Linked DNA regions of Mus musculus: all the other regions are linked to region 4. A link is a contact called in public HiChIP or PLAC-seq data. All regions are on one chromosome and are shown on one strand. The core of a region is the stretch at or near the end of the contact, and the rest is flanking DNA. Distances in the headings are between cores, read along the strand shown. Region 1 has its middle 7.7 kb from the start of Gm39240. Region 2 holds the start of Nip7 (NIP7, nucleolar pre-rRNA processing protein). Region 3 overlaps Wwp2 (WW domain containing E3 ubiquitin protein ligase 2). Region 4 has its middle 38 kb from the start of Nfat5.

Region 1 (2,810 bases), core at 274-2,773, 140 kb after region 4:
GGGATTTTTTTTTAGCCACCTGTAAAAACAACATTGCTGTTGAAGCATGAAGGAAGCTGGAGAAGTACAAACGCCATGTGTATGTAAAGACATGTAGTGCATAATGCACATGCTTATACAGAAAGTGTTTCCTAGCTGGGCGTGGTGGCGCACGCCTTTAATCCCAGCACTCGGGAGGCAGAGGCAGGCAGATTTCTGAGTTCGAGGCCAGCCTGGTCTACAGAGTGAGTTCCAGGACAGCCAGGGCTAGACAGAGAAACCCTGTCTTGGGGAAAGAAAGAAAGAAAGAAAGAAAGAAAGAAAGAAAGAAAGAAAGAAAGAAAGAAAGAAAGAAAGAAAGATGGAAGGAAGGAAGGAAGGAAGAAAGAAAGAAAGAAAGAAAGAAAGAAAGAAAGAAAGAAAGAAAGAAAGAAAGAAAGAAAGAAAGAAAGAGGGTTTGGCAGCAAGGCTCAGGTTCCTGCTAGAGTGACCAGAGCTCCATCTACCCTCTCAGCCCCTCCCACAGAGGAGAACAGAGCGGCAAGAACAAATAGCTGTGGTTACATTTTAACTTGTGTTTATTTCTCTACAAGTGCTTGTGCTGTTTAATTTGGCCAGTCCACTCAAGATCCTTTTGTAAGTCTGGGTGTGGCTCCTGAACACTAGATCCACGACCTTTGCACACATGCTAAACATTTATAGATTGGAAGGGCTCTTTTTCTCCATCAGTGATCTGAGTAAGTGCCAATCTCCCCACCCCACCCCACCCCACTCCACCCCCAAAAATTAGTATTCTAAAGATAAACTGCCAATAAGTCATCCTGGTCAGCTGAGGGCTGTCTAACAGATAATTTGATAATCCAATTAATTTCAGAGGGCACTGGGGCTTGTTCCTTCCTGATGCTGATTTGGATTTGTAAAGGTTTTCTGGGTTTGCTTTTGTTTTTCATTAAGTAGGATTATCACTATGTTGTACTGGCTGGCCTGGAACTTACTGTTAGACCAGACTAACCTCGAACTCATAGAGAAATCTGATGCCCTCTGAACACAGCAAGGTGTGTGCACCACACCCAGCTAAAGTCTTACTTTATTTATTTGTTTGTTTGTTTGGGGTTTTAGAGACATGATTTTTCTGTGTAGCCCTGGCTGTCCTGGAACTTGCTCTGTAGACCAAGCTGGCCTGGAACTCTGCCTGCCTCTGCCTTTTGTACTGAAATTAAAGGTGTGTGCCACCACGTCCAGCTTAAAATGGGTTTGGTTTGATATGTTGTCCTTTGTTTTCTTAACAGATGCAGAAAGAGCTCTTTAAAGTGATTTCAGCAAATCTATAGACTTAATTTATCAGATGGGAAAACTGAGCTTCAGGGCAAACACAGGTTTTCAGGATCAATAAAAGAACCTGGAACATGTTTTATTTAACAATTCCTCCGGCATCTAAAGCTTTCTGTGGTGATTGTCTTTCGTTTCCCTTATGATCTGCTGGATGGTATTTGGGCCTGGAACTGGAAACCCGTGGACGCCAAGCCGCAGGTTAGTGCTGATGTCAGGGATATTTGAGAATCATTGCTGCCCCCTGCTGTAAGGAAAACAGTTCACAGGTTCCGGAGAGGTATTGAATTTTCCTCAAGGTTTACGTGTATATGTAAGTATACGTGTATGTTTTGTTTTAGACAAAGTCTCTTGTGACTCTGAACGGCCACTAGCCTCAAACTCACTCGAAGCCAAGGATTGCTTTTCACGTCTGGTTCTTCTGCCTCCATCTCTATAGGGTGGGATTACAGGGCTATACTGCCTTGCCTGGGTTCTCTGGTTCTGATGATGGATGTACTTTAGGTAAATTTTCTGCCAACTGAGCTACGTCCTTAGCTTGTCCTGGCTCTTTTTTTCTTTTTTCTTTTCTTTCTTTTTTCTTCCTTTTTGCTTGTTTGGTTTTTTGTTTGTTTGTTTTGTTTTGTTTGATACAGGGTTTCTCCGTGTAACCCTTACTCACTCTGTAGACCAGGCTGGCCTTGAACTCAAAGAGATCTGCCGAAATCTGGGATTAAAGACATGTACCACCACCCCCAGCCATAAAAAAGTAGCAATTTCTGAGGCTTTTTTTTTTTTTTTTTTTTTTTGAGACAGGGTTTTTCTGTGTAACCCTGGCTATCCTGGAACTCACTCTGTAGACCAGGCTGGCCTTGAACTCACTGAGGCTAAATTTTTAACACCATGGAAAGATATAAAGGCACAAGAAACTCTTCCCTGTATCTGTTCCACTTTCCTCTGCTAATTATCATTAATAGTCCTTTCTTTTCTTTGTGTGTGTGAATGTGAGCTGTAAGTGCCTGTGTATGCAGGAATGCACACACTCTTGCGCACGTGAACACACACACATTTTTTAGAAAGTTTTCCTATGTAGCTCTGGATTGCCTCAAACTCACCCATCCTCGCGCCACATCCTCCACGTACCAACATTACAGGCACCGGTTCCCACACCTGACTTAATTTAATCTTTTTAATGAAGAATGGGTCCAGGTGTTTAGTAATACTACCATTTCCAAACCTGCTGGGACATCGAGATCAGAATGTCCCAGGGAGTTTCACTGGAAATCCACAGCTGCCTTCTGTGAACTCCATTCTCATCCCCCAGTCAGGGAAGGAAACTGGAATCTCGACACTGAAGGGCGCGTCCACGGTGCCGGTGTACAGACCACTGTGCGAACAGCCATCCACCCTCCCGTTTCTTGCTACAGGGGCAGCTCCTGTTTCCTGATTTCCTGTTACTCACGGGTTATTCACCAGAGCCTTATCAGGGTGTCTGCACAGCACCAAGACCCTGTGCCTTTCTT
Region 2 (2,822 bases), core at 277-2,776, 200 kb after region 4:
GTAGACTTTGCTGCCACCCCAAAACCCTGGAATTGAAAGAACAGACATTCATTTATAAGGAAACAAAACAAAACAAAAACTATATTGAAACAGCTGTATCTTTGAGAACTGTGAAAGGAGCCAAGAAGTCAGTCTCCGAGCTGCTGACTGAAACTTCATCCTTTCCAGTGGGTACCTGGCATTTGCCGTGATGGATGGCTACCGTGGCTACTCACCAGAGGAATGTCCGCCATGGAATAGACAACCACTCCCTGGTACTGAGATGTGTTCTCAGTAATTCGACCCAGACCGGATTTCAACACATGGTTTCCATACAAGAAGGACTGCTCTGCTCCCGGCTTTACCCACACTTTATACTGAAAGAGAGTTAAAAGCCAAGACACAAGGATGTTGGGCTATATCCCTAAATGCGGATTAGCAGCTGCTTCCGAGTTTAAGGAGAGGTGGGGAACCTTTAAGTTGTTTGGACCCCCCCCCCACTTTTTTGTTTTTGTTTGTTTGTGGGTTTTTTGTTTTTTTTTGAGACAGTGTTTCTCTGTGTAGCCCTGGCTGTCCTCGAACTCAGAAGTCCGCCTGTCTCTGCCTCCCAAGTGCTGGGATACCCCAATTTTTGATCTTTCACCATGGAGTTCCTTCCTCAACCTAACATCGAAATTCAACCTTACATCGAAATGCTCACATAATCAGCAATTTCCTTTTTTTTTCCCCTTGGACCCTAGGATCACCCTCACCACTGGCACTTGTGTCTTCGTCTCTGCTTTCTGAGATCCAGCTGACACGGTGGAGGCCTGTTTTCCTGTAGACAACTAGGCTATGCAGCTCCATGGCCATAACCCTTCCTAAACGTGTCCAAGCAGCAATATCGACAAACAACTTCTTAGGCTGACGCTGTCCAGAAACTCGTTGGAAAGAATCTGTGCTCTGACCTGGCCGCCGTCACCCGGGACTTCATCCCGGATGGCAACCTGGAGACCAGGCCCCCACAACGTACCTTGGCATAGGGGGCCAGGTAATCCAGAGCTGTCACGTGCAAGCGGAACTTGTGGGTCTTGGTAAACTTCCCAAAACACGTCCCCAGCGACACGAGCTTGTCTCCGGAGATGTTGGCGGCCAGCTTCAGCATCATCTCACTACAGGGGCGCGGGAGGAAGGTACCCGGTGACGACCAGGGATGGATGCACGCCTCCAGCCCGCCACGCAGTGGGCAGCACGCCCCACCTCACCTCACATAGTACACTCGGTCGTTGTGCAGCCGGAAACAGTACGTGCCGTCGGGTCTGTCCACTAGGAGTTGAAGGTTCTCTCCGATGCTGAGGGCAACAAGACCAGCGTCTGAGCCGGGACCGTCCCGCCCCGGAGCCGCATCCCCACTCCCCGCACGCCCGTCCCTCATCCGCCTCTCCAGTTCTTACTACTTCGCGATCTTCTCAAACATGACCCGGGTCTCTTCTTCAGTCAAGGGCCTCATCTTGCCGCTTGCTTGGCTCCCGGGAATCCTCGTGCCTGGAGAGCCGGAAGCGGAAGTCACTTTCCCACCCGCCCACTTCCTGGGGTCCACGAACGCGTGTCTCTCTAGCCTAATTCTCCGTGATCTTTGCGCAGCCGCCGCCTACCGTGGCGGACTTCCGGGGACCGAAAGCCGGCTAGATGAGAAACCATAGAGACGGGAAATGTTTCCCCCAATCGTTTCCGTTTCCCAGGAGCGAAACCGGCTCTGAAGAGGAAGTGACGGTACCGTGCTTGAGAGATGGCGGCCGCTCTCCCTCTCCAGCCCTCCACGACCGCTTCGGCCACGACGACAGCCACGGCCGTCGCGCTGGGGGAGGTGGAAGATGAGGGCCTCCTGGCGTCGCTATTCCGGGACCGCTTCCCCGAAGCTCAGTGGCGTGAGAAGCCCGACGTGGGCCGCTACCTCCGGGAGCTGAGCGGCTCCGGGCTGGACCGGCTGCGGCGCGAACCCGAGCGCTTGGCGGAAGAGCGGGCCCAGCGGCTGCAGCAGACGCGCGACCTGGCTTTCGCCAACTACAAGACGTTCATTCGCGGGGCCGAGTGCACCGAGCGCATCCACCGGCTCTTCGGCGACGTGGAGGCGTCCCTCGGGCGCCTGCTCGACCGTCTGCCCCGCTTCCAGCAGAGCTGCAGGTGCGGCTGGCCTGATGGGGACGGGCGCGTCATTGTATCTGCCAGGACGCTATCGTCATGACCCAAGCGTAGTGTACAGGGCTCTCTCCTGATTGCCTTGTTAATCCACTTAAACTTCACAGCAGCCATCTAGGTAGGTAGCGTCATTATTTTACAGACGAGGAAGTCGAAGTGAAGTGACTTGTCCAAGAACACAGCTAGTAAGTTTCCAAGAATTGGAAGCTAGGAGTCCACTACTCCCTCATAGGCTGTTGTTTAAATAATAAACATTCAGCCAGTCTTATTGACACTTGTGATCCCAGTATTCGAGTCACAGAGTCATCATCCTAGTCTGAGTATTGAATTCATGGACAGCCTGAGCTACATGAGACATTCAAACAAACTAAAAAATGTATGCATCCGGGCGGTGGTGGCGCACGCCTTTAATCCCAGCACTTGGGAGGCAGAGGCAGGCGGGTTTCTGAGTTCAAGGCCAGCCTGGTCTACAGAGTGAGTTCCAGGACAGCCAGAGCTATGCAGAGAAACCTTGTCTCGAAAAACCAAAAATAAATAAATAAATAAAATTATGCAAGGCAGTTCATTGAGCCTGACATAGTTAACCCTATATAAATGTGGGCTGGAGGTGCTCAGCTTCAAAATGTCCATCGATAGGAAGCTGACAGATCCTATTTGTCATTGTA
Region 3 (3,086 bases), core at 142-2,641, 230 kb before region 4:
GTCAATGAAACCAGTGTGAAAGTGGCCCCACAGTGCACAGAATTCCAGGAAAGGAAAACTATAAAGAAGTGAAAGGACCAGTGCCAGAGCCAGGGAGAGCAAGGAGGGCTGACTAAATGAAACACATGAGGCTGTAACGGTGGACACACACCATGAATTCGTCAAAACCCTCAGAATGGACATCACCAAGCCAGAGCCCTAGCATAAACAATTGCCTCTGAGTGAGAACAGTGTGTCACCAGCCTCCCTCAAACATAGGCTGATCAAGGGCTGCAAAGGTGAATAAGGACTTCTGTGCTCCTGCCAATTCTGCTGGGAACGTAAAATGGCTCTTATAAAAACAAACCAGATGACAGCAGGGGCTTTTGGGTTCAGGCTTTTGGGTTAGGGCTGCTACAGCAATCACCCCCATGGAGTATGACCAAAGGACTCCTGTCCCTGAGTAAGCCAAGCTCTCTTATTTTCTCTATCTTTGTCCATGCAGAGCACTCTGCATAGAGGGACATCCCTGTTCCCCACTTCACTAGATCAGCAAACTCTTTCAAAGTATCTTTGAATGTTCCACTCTTGGCTGTGTACACACTGGCACATCAATAGTCCTGGCACTTGGGTTTGTTCACACTATGGGTATGCTGATGTATAAACACTTGGTGTGTACACACTAGCACTTGTGGTTGTTGCCCAGTGTCTTGTTACAACATCCTCGGTATCAGGTTCTGTGCCTTTCTATATTTTTGTCGCCATGACTTCTGTGAGTCTGGCTTTCCTTACCCTCAGTCCTACTCAGCTTTTTGGGCCACACTACCTCTCCCTTGGCTCCTTTCCTACAGAGGAAATGTCAAATAGCTAGTTCTAAAATAAACAGATATAAATAAGTAAATGTACAGTGTCACTTTTACTAAGAGATAACTGGTGCATCAACGTGCATATTTAGATGGTACCAATCTTCATAATTACTTTTGAAAATGCCCCAAATGCTTGTCCATGATCTCAACAGCTCAGAAGACAGCCTGAAGACTCCCTGGGAGCAGGGACTGCGTCTGTCACTGCTGAATGATGAATCTGCATGTACACAGATTCCTTTCTTCTTTCCAGCGTCACTAATGAGAATGAGACCATAGCCAGCTTTTAAGGGGAAGCATAAAGGTGCTAAACTCTATTTCATTTCAGGCTGACAAGGGAACATCTCCAGGTCAGCTTTGGTCAGCTCCATGGAAGAAGGAGTGGCAGTAGCCAGCAGAGACTGGAGAATGGCTCAGGTCCCAAAGCGCCTCTCTCCCTGTCAGCTTTGCTTCCCCATTCTCCCTTAGGCCACCCCCCCACCCCCCGGGCTTCCCAGCAGACTCACACCCGTCTGAGTTTATTTGTCTTTCCTTTCTGGGATCCGCTGTCTGCAGACACAGCCCATGAGCTATTCAGAGCTCACCAGAGGCTCTGGGCTGTACAGGCTTCCCAGAATACAGCTCTTTCCAGTCTTGGGGGAGGGGGGTTACTAATGCCAAGTCAAGGGAGCTAATAAATCTAAGAGGTTTTCGTCATAGCAAGACAAAAAAGAAGGGTCACAGAGGGAGACAGAAAACCACTACCAGGATGTCCTAAAACGGCCATAGTTAGAATGTCACTGTGAAGAACATGTTCAAATGCTATCTGGAGGGCCCTGAGGAAATCCAAGGCCTTAGGACCTTTATCTCTCACGCATGCACAACACATATGAAGTGCTGAGAGTATAGCTTATAGCTAGAGTGCCCGCCTGACATGGTCAAGGCTCTAGGTTCAGCTCCCAGCATCAGAAAGCATTCACATCCACTATATTCAAAATAAACTGATACAGACATGACAAAGGAAAATACGCTGAGCCCCACACCCAGCTTCCTAACCACGATCCCTTGCAGAGACCTTCTAATGAAAAGCTCCACCAGGCCTGGTGACACAGGCCTGTAAATCCAACTATTCGGGAGGCTGAGGCAGGAGATCACAAGTTCAAGGCCACCCCCGTAGAAGAGTGAATTGAAGGCCAACCTAGACAACTCAGGTGACTGGGGTACATACAGATCAAGAGCACAGCACCTGCCTACAGTATGTCAAACATTTAATTCCATCCCTAACACTATGGGGGAAACTAACAATTTCATGAAACTAAAAGGAAATAAAGACTCGATTCTTTTATGCTGACTCATTTCCTTATCTAGGAACCTTCCCAGAGGTTCACATCCAAGGCCCCACAAGGTTGGGCTGAGAAGGAAAAGGGCCCACACGGACAGTACACCGACTGGGTTCCCTCCCACCACTCACCTCACACAACACAGAAGAAGAAAGAAGAGAGAGGATCACAGGTGATCCAGAAACAGCACACCACAAAGGAAGCCAGACTTTCTTGGCTTTCCTATTCCAGCCTGGAGTTTCGAGACCATTTCTAACCTCTAGGAGACCCTAAGGAAGGCTGCAGCACTGGGGGTCACCCTTTCTACTCAGTCCCTCTTCCCTCTGCGCACATTCCACTGGGTCTCCTTAGCGCCTAGGATCAGTGGCACTGTCCTGAACATGTGGACAAAGGAAACCCTCCTAGTCCACTCTGCTCACTGCCCTGCCACGCTGGCTTCCTCTCCTGCATGTGTCTGCCGGCTCCATGAGCTCCCTCACATCACTAAGACTGAACTCACTATAGAGAGAGGGGACCCTGCATGATGGTGCACAGTACCAAGGACATGGGAGTCCTTCCCAACCTAGCTGGCAAGTGTCCAAAGCCAGCCTTGTTCCAGCAACAGAAACAAACCATGAATGTCCTTCTATGCTCTCCCCAGGCCTTCACCATATACCAGCTCCTCCACGGGCATGAAACGCTGCATATATATATATATATATATATATATATATATATATATATATATACAGTGCATGCCAATGCATATACAGTGCATGCCAATGTGCACAAGCCTGGGGCAACTCATACTTGTTTCTTCCCTAATCAAATATGAAATGGCGTGTAACCAGCCCTCTCAGGCCACCAAGATTAAGGATGTTACCTGGAGGGGGCAGGCTGTCACCTGGACCCTAAGTCCCACAGGGTGTCCTAAGAGGCCAGCATG
Region 4 (3,040 bases), core at 1-2,500:
GGATAACCTTGACCTCCTGCATCCAGTCTCTCCTGTCCCCACTTCCCCAGGGATGGAATCAGAGGCGCTCACAATCACATTGGATGCCACTGTAGCTCCTGAAAGCTATCTTTCCCAAAGGGCATTTTATGACACATACCTAGGCTTTAACTCAAGCAAGAACTAAAGGGAGATAGAAAACATGAAATGACTTGTACCATCTGCCAGGGTACCACCAGCCCGTGTTGCTATTGAGCATCTGACATTTCTTCTACCTAAGATATACAAACAAGGAAGTATATCACTGAACATTTTATATTGATTGATTGTAATACGGTGAAAAAATTGGGATATATTGCTCTACACAAAATACTAAGTGCATGTGTTTCTTTTTCTTTGCTTTCTTCTTTTTGTTTTCTTTTGAGACAAGGTCTCACCATGTAACTCTGGCTAGCCTGAAACTCAATGTGTAGACCAGGTTGACCTTGAACTCACAGATCTGCCTGACTCTGCCTCTGAAGAACTGAGACTGGCTTGTGTGCCCTGACTGTCTAGTTGGCGTTTTCTTTAACCACGAGCTTACTGTGAAGCACTTTTAATTACATGTGTGGCTCACAACTGTTGCTTTGTTCATCCTTTAAAAAAAAAAATACAAGGTGTCCTATAGCCCAGCCTAGCCCTGAACTCACTATATATCTAAGGATGACCTTGAAGTTCCAATCCACTCCCCAATCCTGTCTCTACTTTCCAAGTTCACATCTGTTGCATAGTATTTATACAGACAATATAAACTTGGCTGAGATGAAATGTGAGTGAAAAAAAATTAAGTGGAAAAATACTAAGGCAAATCCTATGATTGAGTCTGGATAACAGAATTATGGGTGAGTTTTTCAGTTTCTTGACACTCTTCTGTGCCTTCCCACTGTCCTGTGGGGTACAGATATCCATGTGATAATCCAGAAGAGGACAAAAGAGTTCCAAGGTCCCTGTAACTGCCCCCCCCCCATCAAAAGCTGTCCTTTCTTCTAAAGACTGGATCTTAGTCTATTTATTTTCTGAATTCAAATTTGAAGGTTTCAACTGATTGAGCTCTCCTTTGAAACTGAACATGGAGGGTACAGGGTGATGCCCTGATTCCCTCTCCCTGTAGGGCAGGGATATCTTCTCCCCAGAGAGCGAACCTGGGAGAAGCAGCCCTGGCTCAGAGCATCCCTGGGCAAGGAAGTGAGTCACCGTGTGAGTCAGACCCACCACCCTGTTTTCATTCTTGGTATTGTTCCATATGGCTGCTCCTCTCCGTCACCTTTCTCCTCTGAACCACATGCGTGGCCTTGTGGTGGCCCCTGCACACCTTGTAGAGGAAGACTCCTGGGGGCTGGCCGTGTAAAGTTCACTCTCCGCGGCGCCACCTTCGACTATCCGGATGCTCTCCTCTCTGCTCCCATGAGTCATAGGGTTTATCAGCAATCCCATTTCACAAAGGGGGAAAAACAGACTCCCAGAGGCTAAACACTCAGACCAGAGCTCACAGCAAAGAAGCAGCTGACACTTAAACTCAGGCCTAGCCTCAGACGCAGCTGGACTCTCCTGGTTTCTGTTTCCTGGAGCTCTCTCATCTAGGTCTGGCCCAGACTAGAATACTAAGAAACAGACTGTCTGCCATGCTTCGTCACCTTATATTCATCTGTCCAGGGTCTTCTTCTAGGCTTCTTGATCTCTCACAAAATGTGTTTTTGAGATAGAGCCTCTAAGAGCCTTATATCTGGGGCTAGGGGTGTAGTTCAATCGGCAGAGCATTTGCCTGGCATGTATTAGACTCTGACAGACATTTACACTAACCTGTGAATTTAGGTCTATCTTATCTCCCTGAGGAAGGACCTGCAGGTAAAGTTCTTCCCTGTTGTAGCGTGAGAGATTAAAAGGAATTTCTGCCATTGAGAAACAAACAGGGGAGAAAGAGTGTCTTACTTCTGCCCCCTCTAGAACCAGGCTGCAAGCCACTCTTGGCCTTTTCCCTGGGAGCCCAGACTTGCTTTCAGTTTATCAGCTAAGGTGGGTGGAGCCAGGACGGAGTAAGCAGATGCTTACTTGGTGTGGCTGCCCTAAGAATGCCACCCCCTCACAGATGCCACCACCCCAGAGTCTCGCCTAGGGATTAAACACCCCCCTTTCATTTTAAGCATGCTTGTTCTTTTGGTAATACAATGTTTTATACATCATACAGTCATATGAATCAAAAGTGACATACGTTACACACACATGCACTAACTGAAAAATAGCTCCTTCCAAGTTTTTTTCATATCCAATTCCTACCCTACCTCTAGTCTCCACTCGTAGGTATGTTTTAAGTTTGTGTGTGTATGTGTGTGTGTGTGTGTGTGTGTGTGTGTGATTACACACACACACGTACCCACCACAATTCTTTTCTTTTGAATTTACTTTTTTATTTTACTTTATGTTTTAAACGTGTCTGTGTAAGAGCAGGTGCATATGAACGTGGGTAGCTGTGGAGGCCAGAACAGCCTGTCAGACCATGTGGTGCGGCAGCTACAGGTGGTCGTGTGCTGCCCAGTGTAGATTCTGAGAAGCAAACTCCAGTCCTCTATAAGAGGAGCAAAGCTCTCTTAACTGCAATGCCACATATCCAGCCTCTACCGCATCTCTTTTAAAAATCAAAGCTCTGGGGTACTTTGTAAAGGCTAAAATGCTGCTATAAACTCCTGTTGTTAAAAACTCCAGTACAAAGGCATCTATAAGTATTTTGTTTGTTTGGGGTTTTTTGTTTTGTTTTGTTTTTTGTTTTTTCGAGACAGGGTTTCTCTGTATAGCCCTGGCTGTCCTGGAACTCACTCTGTAGACCAGGCTGTCCTCGAACTCAGAAATCTGCCTGCCTCTGCCTCTGCCTCTCAAGTGCTGGGATTAAAGGTGTGCGCCACCACGCCTGGCTTAGTATATATATATTTTTAAATAAAAACATCTTTAGTTTCTGTGTTTTCCTTTTCCTTTGGGATGTGTGTGTGTGTGTGTGTGTGTGTGTGTGTGTGTGTGTGTGTGTTTGAGT

What was found. HiChIP or PLAC-seq counts read pairs in DNA pulled down with a chosen protein or histone mark.
Region 1: a contact with region 4 is called in a FOXA1 HiChIP or PLAC-seq map of pancreatic cancer cells. The contact joins two enhancer-like sites. A contact is called at or near these places in 12 of 39 promoter capture datasets (the 3T3-L1 cell line, the C10 cell line, the HPC-7 cell line and 7 more), 2 of 15 datasets of contacts at CTCF or cohesin (the NIH/3T3 cell line and large pre-B cells), 8 of 484 Hi-C or Micro-C datasets (the HL-1 cell line, the N1E-115 cell line, Th1 cells and 4 more), 18 of 115 datasets of contacts at active chromatin or transcription factors (CD8 T cells, Th17 cells, a beta-TC-6 cell line and 6 more) and 1 of 9 other capture datasets (embryonic stem cells).
Region 2: a contact with region 4 is called in an HNF4G HiChIP or PLAC-seq map of pancreatic cancer cells. The contact joins the promoter of Nip7 here to the enhancer-like site in region 4. A contact is called at or near these places in 1 of 39 promoter capture datasets (embryonic stem cells), 6 of 115 datasets of contacts at active chromatin or transcription factors (effector CD8 T cells, embryonic stem cells, memory CD8 T cells and 1 more) and 2 of 9 other capture datasets (adipose tissue and pancreatic islet).
Region 3: a contact with region 4 is called in a FOXA1 HiChIP or PLAC-seq map of pancreatic cancer cells. The contact joins two enhancer-like sites. A contact is called at or near these places in 1 of 115 datasets of contacts at active chromatin or transcription factors (pancreatic cancer cells) and 2 of 9 other capture datasets (adipose tissue and liver).

Annotation. Positions count from the first base shown.
Region 1 is chr8:107,114,949-107,117,758 of GRCm38.p6, reverse strand. No RefSeq gene overlaps it. Among named protein-coding and RNA genes, the nearest start is that of Gm39240, 7.7 kb to the left of the region's middle. Within about 2 kb of position 1,523, at least 78 of the 459 cell types and tissues checked have an H3K27ac peak or open chromatin away from gene starts, as enhancers often do. A contact at or near this core is called in the NIH/3T3 cell line, Th17 cells, muscle stem cells and 2 more, where this site is marked.
Region 2 is chr8:107,055,581-107,058,402 of GRCm38.p6, reverse strand. It overlaps Nip7 (NIP7, nucleolar pre-rRNA processing protein), which reads right to left and starts at 1,526. Exons shown (of 5, transcript NM_025391.2): 1 at 1,413-1,526; 2 at 1,224-1,310; 3 at 992-1,130; 4 at 216-356; 5 at 1-26. The coding sequence starts at 1,468. It overlaps Cog8 (component of oligomeric golgi complex 8), which reads left to right and starts at 1,666. Exons shown (of 5, transcript NM_139229.4): 1 at 1,666-2,142. The coding sequence starts at 1,748.
Region 3 is chr8:107,488,381-107,491,466 of GRCm38.p6, reverse strand. The region is part of intron 6 of Wwp2 (WW domain containing E3 ubiquitin protein ligase 2); the gene reads right to left. Among named protein-coding and RNA genes, the nearest start is that of Gm51547, 16 kb to the left of the region's middle. Within about 2 kb of position 1,391, at least 97 of the 459 cell types and tissues checked have an H3K27ac peak or open chromatin away from gene starts, as enhancers often do. A contact at or near this core is called in adipose tissue and pancreatic cancer cells, where this site is marked.
Region 4 is chr8:107,253,556-107,256,595 of GRCm38.p6, reverse strand. No RefSeq gene overlaps it. Among named protein-coding and RNA genes, the nearest start is that of Nfat5, 38 kb to the left of the region's middle. Within about 2 kb of position 1,250, at least 148 of the 459 cell types and tissues checked have an H3K27ac peak or open chromatin away from gene starts, as enhancers often do. A contact at or near this core is called in the NIH/3T3 cell line, Th17 cells, adipose tissue and 5 more, where this site is marked.